Linked DNA regions of Zea mays: regions 2 and 3 are each linked to region 1. Evidence: chromatin contacts called from public Hi-C data. All regions are on one chromosome and are shown on one strand. Each heading gives the region's core, a stretch centred on a gene start, on an enhancer-like site or on the middle of the called end of the contact. The rest is flanking DNA. Distances are from core to core; before and after follow the strand shown.

Evidence for each region. Hi-C and Micro-C count contacts between places; a contact is called where the count stands out from the background.
Region 2: a contact with region 1 is called in a Hi-C map of bundle sheath, with 5 times the contacts expected there. The contact joins the promoter of LOC103653829 here to the promoter of LOC109939235 in region 1. A contact is called at or near these places in 9 of 25 Hi-C or Micro-C datasets (bundle sheath, ear, endosperm and 3 more).
Region 3: a Hi-C map of ear shows a contact between it and region 1, with 2.1 times the contacts expected there. The contact joins the promoter of LOC100276558 here to the promoter of LOC109939235 in region 1. A contact is called at or near these places in 6 of 25 Hi-C or Micro-C datasets (bundle sheath, ear, endosperm and 2 more).

Annotation. Positions count from the first base shown.
Region 1 is chr4:151,492,242-151,494,941 of Zm-B73-REFERENCE-NAM-5.0, reverse strand. LOC109939235 (ethylene-responsive transcription factor ERF053) reads left to right here and starts at 1,304. Exons shown (of 1, transcript XM_020552642.2): 1 at 1,304-2,700. It also overlaps LOC103653830.
Region 2 is chr4:151,336,786-151,339,485 of Zm-B73-REFERENCE-NAM-5.0, reverse strand. It overlaps LOC103653829, which reads left to right and starts at 1,437. Exons shown (of 2, transcript XM_008680635.3): 1 at 1,437-2,610. The coding sequence starts at 1,663.
Region 3 is chr4:151,259,089-151,261,788 of Zm-B73-REFERENCE-NAM-5.0, reverse strand. It overlaps LOC100276558, which reads left to right and starts at 1,286. Exons shown (of 6, transcript NM_001150318.2): 1 at 1,286-1,462; 2 at 1,589-1,748; 3 at 2,562-2,581. The coding sequence starts at 1,417. It also overlaps the pseudogene LOC118477077.

The DNA of each region.
Region 1 (2,700 bases), core at 55-2,554:
TGGTGATACCGGTACGCGCAAGAATTATCATCTACCCACCATCTATCCAAGGAGGTAATTACATTTTGCCTTCCCTACAAATTTGCGTACAAATCAATTTGTTCCATATGAGAATGATGGTTCTTCTGCAATGTTCTATATGTCTTCCCTACTAATTCAATTGCCTACAATATTGCAAATGGATCTTCTATCATGTTTCATATGTCTTTCCCTACTAATTCAACTGCCTACAAACTATGGCTTAGCTCACAGAGACCATCTACCATGTGTTTATTGAACATTCTACTTGCTCCCTTGACCTCTTTTGGTCATACCATAGGGTGGTTTTTGTACTGGTCCTCTTGGATCTTAAATTCCCCTCTTCTTATTACAAAGATGTGCAGCTCTCCTGCATTTTTTCGAGAGAGAAAAAATGGTTCATGACGGCTTGTGTGTATGTTATTTGCTTTCCCTGCTAATACAACTGCCTATAATTTTGCATAGAAATTAATTTGTTTAATATGCAAACAGTTCTTGCAATGACCTTAGAGAAGACTACATATTGACTTAACACCTGGAAGCACACTGTTGCTAAGTGTTGATGTATGGTGGTTGAATGCTACTTAGTATGTATTGTAGTCTAAATTCACTCTACAACTGGTATCAACTATTAGGGAAAAACAATATTATCTACTTATATTTTGGTTTCTTGCATACGCATTGTATACTCATATCATGTTTAAATTTGTTTTACATATCTGGGTACTCACACCAAATCCTTAAGCCATATATGGTCACGCGCGCCCAGGAGCGCGCTAAACACTAGTATATATCTGACAACAATTGCGTTTGTAGCTGCGCGCGTATGCATATATCAGCATAGGGCCCTGCTAAAATGCTACCAGCAGGCAGTAGCAGTAGCTAAGGCTATCCGCAGCGGTTCTCCCTAAATTTCTTCATCTATATCACTTTTTTACGTCACATTATCAACATTTCACCCCCTATTTTTTCATCTCCCGCAGCGGTTCCCCCTAAATACTCCCCCTATATCCCACTACAACTATAAAATATCATTTTCTATACATACTTTTCATCTACTATAAATTTTCATCTACTAACAATTGGAAGTGAGCACACGTGAATAGTATTTAGAGGGCAACTGCATGCACGCTAGAACGAGAGAGAGAAGCAGACCTCCCCATAGGGTGCCTGGCAGGGGGCGCCGCTGCGGTAACGCGGGCTCCCTGTAGCCACCATGCATGCTAGAGGGCTAAGGGAAGGGGGCTTCGTGCAGCAGGCGCTGCGGATAGTCTAACTCGACAGTAATTTAGATATGCGCTGACGTGTACGACGCTGCACGAACAGATGCTAGCTTCATTTGTGGTAGATGATCGAACTGAACAGAGTGCCGTCGTTAATTAAGATTCGTGTGGATACGAATGAATCGATGTTCCATTCCAGGAGAAAGGTAGCCGTCCAGGTGAGAGGGGGCGGCACAGCAGGGTACCTAGGATCTGATCCAAGTGGTGGCGGAATAAACAACAGTGCCGGCACTTCCACGGAAGCGATCGACATCCCTTCCAGCTGCTAATTAACTGCGCCGGCGCTAATGAGTGGTACGGTGCAGCAAATTATTCTACTATGCGCGGGTTGTTCGATCGATGCATCGTTCTAAACGTAACTGTCAGCGGTGCAGCTCGTAGTTAGTTATCCTCTCAGCACCAAATTAAGCTAACCTATGCACATCAAAAAGGAGACATTTGGCGACACTCGGTTCCTTTTCTGTTGGTTCACAAATTATACAAATTAAGGCAGCACACACAAAACGACGGCGTACGTACGTACTATGTGGGTGGTTCCTAAGATAGGACAAGGTCCCAATTAAACTGTTGGCCAGAAGGGAGACTTAATTACAAGCAATATAAGAGTCGATCGTCCAGCCTTGTGAACTCTAATTAAAGACAGAACTTTGCGTAAACGAACTCAGGCGGTAATTAAGCTGGTCCTCATCCCACTCCCCCGGCCTTTCGGCATACGCAGCTCCTCCTAGATAACCCAAATTAAACCGTGCACACATACGTACGGCCGCGCCATGTGATCTCCGAACTATAGCTACACATGTGCTTCCTTCTCATTGGTATATAAATAAACAAACACGGGCACTACGTTCCCAGTGCCTGATGATTGAACGGGTCGTACCGTCAAATTTGTTGCGAGTCCGCGAAAGCCCAGTCCAGCTCGTAGCATGCCGCATGCGCTAAAACAACTGAGAACGAGAACAAAACCGTATGCGACGACGACTTCCGCGGGACGCACAAGCGAGTCAGTGGTTCGTTCCATGCCCATGCCCAGGGTCAATGCGCGTGGGGCCCGACCCACCGACCACGATCTCGTCCCCGCCACACACAACGGCGTCGTCCTCCTTTTTATTTTCCTCTTCCCCCCGGCGAGCAGCAAAAAATCGGCCCCCGCCTTTTTTGGCCCGGTGCTCGCGAGCACGCGACCTTTATAAACGCGCGAGCCCCGCCTCCTCCGAATCAGAACCGCGCGCCCCATTGGCTGGCGCACGCACGACCGGTCGGTCGCCCGCCCGCTCCCCGCTTCCTTGGCGAAGCCGCTGCCTCGCTCCCGGTTTTCCCACGCGCGGCTTCAAGCTCCTCGGTGCAGTTCGCAGCGGGCGGCCGGGCGGGACAGCACGACACTCCACATAGACACACACAC
Region 2 (2,700 bases), core at 188-2,687, 160 kb after region 1:
GGAAAAAATATTTCATGAGTAAGTATGTCATGTCAACTAAATCGAGTGGATATTGTGAATTGTGAACTTTGAATATGTTAACTTGTGATCTTTATGAACTTGTTATACTGTGAACTTGTTATATTGTGAACTTCTGATCTTTGTAAACTTTTTATATTATAAATTTGTGATCCTTGTGAACTTGTTATATCATGAATTGTGAACTTGTGGTATTTGTGATGTTTTGTCAATTTTGTTTTATTGTGAAGTTTGATATGTTTACCGATCATATTTTAGATTTCGACCGTTACCGGTGTATTTTCCGCACCGAACTTTCGTTTCCGATGTTTCCGAAATACCGATATCGTTTCCGTTTCCGGAGTTACCGTTTTCGATTTTGTTTCCGATAAAAAATATGAAAACGGTAATGATTTTAGTGTTTACCGACCGTTTTCATCCCTACGTATACGTAGGGCCGATCCGTCCGAGCTGCCTGGCTGCCTGCCAATCCGCACAACGGGAGAGCCGAGAGCGCGCCGCGCGAATCCGATGGCGAGAAGCCGAGGAGGAGGATCCGCGTGCCACGCACGCACGCTTCGCCCCTCCAACGGTCGGCTCGGGTTCAAAAGGCACTAGAGACGGTGAAAAGGACGCGAGACCGCACGCAACGGTCAGCGCTCTGTCGCGGGCGTCCAGCACGGCAAAAGGAATCCGGTCCGGTCGCATCGGCATCTCCCTCCCTCCGCCCTGACCGCTCGTAGCCGTTGGGCGTTGGCCGTTGTTTGTTGGGCGAGGCTCCGCCGCTCGCGCACGCACCAGCTCGAGGTGGCCCAGATTCAAACCAAACGTGCCTTGCATTTGAACCATTCAGGGATCGGCAGCACGCATTGAAACGCAAAACAGAGGCAGTGTCGACACAACTGCAGAAACACTGCTCGTGGGCTCGTGCGTAGCGTAACCAGCCCTGGGGCCTGCAAAGCAAAACTGTCCTCCGTCCGATCTCGCAAACTCCCTCGCGTGCGATTGGCTTTCACCGTGCGTTACCCGTCACAATGACGATTATTAACAGAGCACAGTACCAGACCAAAGTTCATCACCTAGCTTAGCAATACACGCGTGTCTGGTGACGGCTGGTGCTGGTCCCGTTTTTTTTTTAAGACGAGATGATGAAATAATCAAGGCCCAGGCCCCGCGATGTTGTAACGGATAGCGACCCCACCGAGCCCCCCGGGTCCAACTCCTGTGGACGTATTCCTCGTAGACCACACTGACCGAGGCGATGCATCCTTCCGTCCCCGCCCGTCGGTCCACGGCAGCACCGTGAGCCGCCAACGTCCCCCACGTTCGTTCGTGCGTGCGCGCACGAGCCTCGAGGTCATCCATCCGATCCGCACAAGAGAGGATTTCAAATCCCCGTCTCGCTCTCGCATCAGCATCCGCTTTGCGTTTGCTCTCATCACAGGCGCGCGGTACGGGTTACGGAGCACTAACTAACACAGAGCACGACGCACGCTGACACAAAAATTATTTCGCCTAAGCGCACCTCCCCACGCGTGCTTATATACCACCCAAGTCACCAGCGCACCAAGTCACAGTCCAACGGACTCTTTCCTTCACTCCACTCCACTCCCAGTCGCAGAGTCGCAGTCCGTACCGTAGCTCCTCCTGCCACCAGAACCCACCATGGGCCTCTGCTTCAGCAAGAAGAAGCCACCGGCCAAGCCGGGAAAGGTCGCCGCCGCGGTCTCCGACGACAAGGCCAAGAAGAGTCCGGCGCAGCAGCCCAAGAGAGCGGCGGCGGCGGCGGCGAACAAGGCTGCGGTGTCCGCCAAGGACGCCGCGGTGCCCGGGGAGGAGAAGAGGAGGCGGTCGGGATCGCAAGGGCCGGCGGCCGAGAAGCAGCTGCCGGTAGTGCTGGTGCCGTCGGCGCCGGTGCGCACGTCCAGCTGCACCAAGGAGGAGGTGGACGCGATCCTCATCCAGTGCGGCCGGCTCAGCCGGAGCTCGTCCGGGGCCGGAAGGGCGGCGTCGACCGGCGACACGGCAGCGTGCGGCGGCGGGCACCGCAGGAGGCGCTCGGGGTCCAAGCGCAGCTACGACTTCGACCAGGACGGCGGCGCGGACGAGGAGTGCGACTGGGAGAGGCAGGGGCGCGCGGCGCCCGTGTCCAGCAGCAGGCCGTCGCCGCACCGAGGCTCGCCGCAGCGCAAGCGGTCGGGAAGCCGGGAGAGGAGCGGCGCCGGCGCCGGGAGCCGGAGGGCCAGCCGGTCGCCCGGGAGACGCGCTGATGGCGCTGCTACCTCTGCGGGATCCGGCGGCGGGGACCGCGCCAGGCAGCAGCCGGGGAAGATGGTGTCCGTGCCCGCCAGGGAGAAGGGGCGCGCGCCGTCGCCCGTGGCCGCGTCTGGGAAGCGGTGCGCGTCTCCGAGGTCGAGCTCTCCCGCGAGGATGGCAGCGGGGACGGGGAACGAGAATGCTGGAGCTTGCGGACCGGCGGCGGGGCCGGCGCCGGTGCTCAGCCGGAGCTCGTCCAGGAAGAACGAGCAGTCCCCGTACAGGCGCTGCCCCATGGCCGAGCTCGACGACAACGCTCTCCGTAACAGCAGCAACCACGGTGCCAGGCCGCACAAGGTAAAAAAATCAGCCAGACAAAACTCGAATTGAATTTTGCTCCGGTTAGTGCAAGTTCTACCGTACCACTCGCGAGGCTCAAACTTCTGC
Region 3 (2,700 bases), core at 37-2,536, 230 kb after region 1:
GCGGAGTAGATCGACATAGTTGTGGATCTCATCGACCGAAGCCTCGACGAAGGGCCGCCATGACTCGAAGGTTGCAGAAACCGATGCTAGGGCCCCGAGTCGCGTTGGAGGCACCACCTCGATGTCATCTATGCGCTCGGTCGTCGCGGCGACTTGGGCGTCGAGATCCGCGCGGATCGACGCTGGGCTCGTGACGGCGAGACTGGCCTCCAGATGTTGTAGGGACGTGGAGTTCCGAGCGACGGTGGACTCGAGTGTGGACTAGCGTGCGTCCTACGCAGATAGGCGGTCACAGATGTCTCGGAGAAGCTTGGACTATTCCTGGATCGCCATCTTCAGGTTGAGCTCCATGGATCCGGAGTCCTTCGCGCGGCGCGTGTAGTAGGCGTGCGCCAGCCCTAGATCGGTGTCTCCGATACCAATTGTTAGGCTCCCACAAGCACCGGATCTGGATAATGAGGGAAATCAGCAGAAGAATGGTTTTGGAGAAAGAAGGGGATGGAATACGGGGAGAAGATAGTTGTCGATATATTTCTCAGCATAATTCTCACCGTTCACTGTTCACAACGTTTAAGTATCAGCTATTACAAAGCCCACGACCCATTATGCCACCTAATCTTCTCCTAGGAATATAGCATTGGGCTTTTGTTGCAGCGATCTAGCACTAGATCAGTAGCATCTGCCGTTGGCTTCTGCTTCTCAGACGCACGACTTCTTTGGGATGCTGACACGACGTGTCGCCCCGCCTGTGGTGGTGACGCGGGAGAGCCCAAACGGGATGCGCCTATGAGCGGGCGGCGCTCAGGTCGCCGGCCAGGGAGGGAGCTGGTGAGGTGCTCCGTGTGGCCGAGCGGGCGACGGATTGGGAGAAGAAACGTTGGCAAATTTTCGCACTAGAGCACAAATTTTTGGCTTGCGGGAAAATCGGGGAGACATTGGCAATTTTGCTACTATGATTTACGGTATTCGCCAGTATGTCATCGGACCTATAAATTATAGACATAGATGGTCCTACCAGTTATAGACACGAGATAGCATAATAACAGACAACCAAAATTGAGAGTGGCAAAATCACAAATTTCTCAAAATCGGGTGAGTTGATAGGGCTCGGTTGGACGGTTGTTTTTCAATTAGAGATGCTCTAGTATGAAAAGGACTACCTCTGGCCCGGGCGAAGTCGACTGCTTAACTCAATGGGCCGTGCATCTTCGGTAATCTTTGTTTTTGGGGGGAATGCAGAGCCCTTATTCTTGGTTGGGCCACGGCCTCAACACCCAGCCGCCGCCGCCCGGCAGTTCCGTCTCCCTTCTTCGCCTTCTCAGTCAAGCTAAAACCTCGCTCGCCTCGTCCAGTCAGACATGGCATGAAACCCTAGGGCGCCCGCCTCCCCTCCGCAATTTGCCATTGCGCTCCGCGATGCAGGCATCCGCGCGCCTCTCCTACTCCGTGGCCTCCAGGAAAGGTGAGTAAAGCTAGTAATCAAGCCTATTTCGCCCCGCGCCTCCCGTGTTCGATCCAAGCTCTGGGTTTTGGCCGCGGTGCAGACATTGATGTGATATTATTTGCCTAATATGTTCCCTCTTTCCAGTGATCGCGGGTGTCTCTATCGCGCCCCCACGGTCGTGCTATCGGACCTCCCGAGGGAAGGCGCATGCGGCGCCGCTGCCTGCGCAGGAGCCGCCACCGAAGGGGCTGAAGAGGATTACAAAGCAGGAGCGGAGGGTTCGAATAGTGGAATTTGTTGAGAAGTAGGTTACTTTTTTTTCACTGTATTTTCTGGTTGTAGAGTTTATCTTTTTGGGTCATAGGTAGCAATTGTGTAGCTTTCGGCTTATTAGCACTTCTGTTTGGCTCTCGAGCTTAGTAATAGACACTTAGTGTGCGTTTGGTTGGGCTGTGAACTATGAAAACATAGCTGTGAGTTGTCTGCTGTGAAAAAACTGTTGTGAGCAAATAAAGCTGAAACTCGTTTGGTTCAAACTGTTGTTAGTTCTCCACTGTAAACAAAATGTATATTGTTTATATGCAATTTGTTTAACTATATTTCTTAATCAATATATTTAATTAAAACCTATTTCACATTTGTGTTCATGATTGTTTTACAAATAAATCAATTTTACAATTCCATTTTTCATCTTTTTATTAAAAATATTTTTTATCTTATTTATTATAACTTAATTGTTTTTAATCATATTTTAGTTTCTATTTGCTACATCTGCTCTGCTTATTAATATAGCGAACTTGGATAAGCAGTAAAAGCAGAGTCCAAGCGACTTTCAAATGTGTACTACAGAAAAGTTGTCTTTTCAAAGTAGCTGCAGAAAAGCTGAACCCTTTTGGTTCGGTTTCTGCTTTTTTTAAGCAGAAGCAGCATTAAGGTTGACATTTGAGATTTAGAAATTAGAAATGTGGCAGAACTCATTCACATCTGTAGGTTTCTGATAAAGATTGGTAACTATGTCTAGGAGTTATAAAAACGTTTTTTTTTCCTGGTTAGCGTTTTTTCCTGGTTAGTTAGTTATTCGTGTGACTCTTAAACCTTGTGTTTCTATTTAGTGCAGTTATAGGGCTTCAAACGAAGGCAAGTTTCCTACTGTAAAAAATATCTGTCAGCAAATTGGAGGTGGTTACTATGCAGTGCGTGAGTTACTTCAAGAAATGAAATATAATCATGCAAAATTACCACTGGGTAATGCTAAG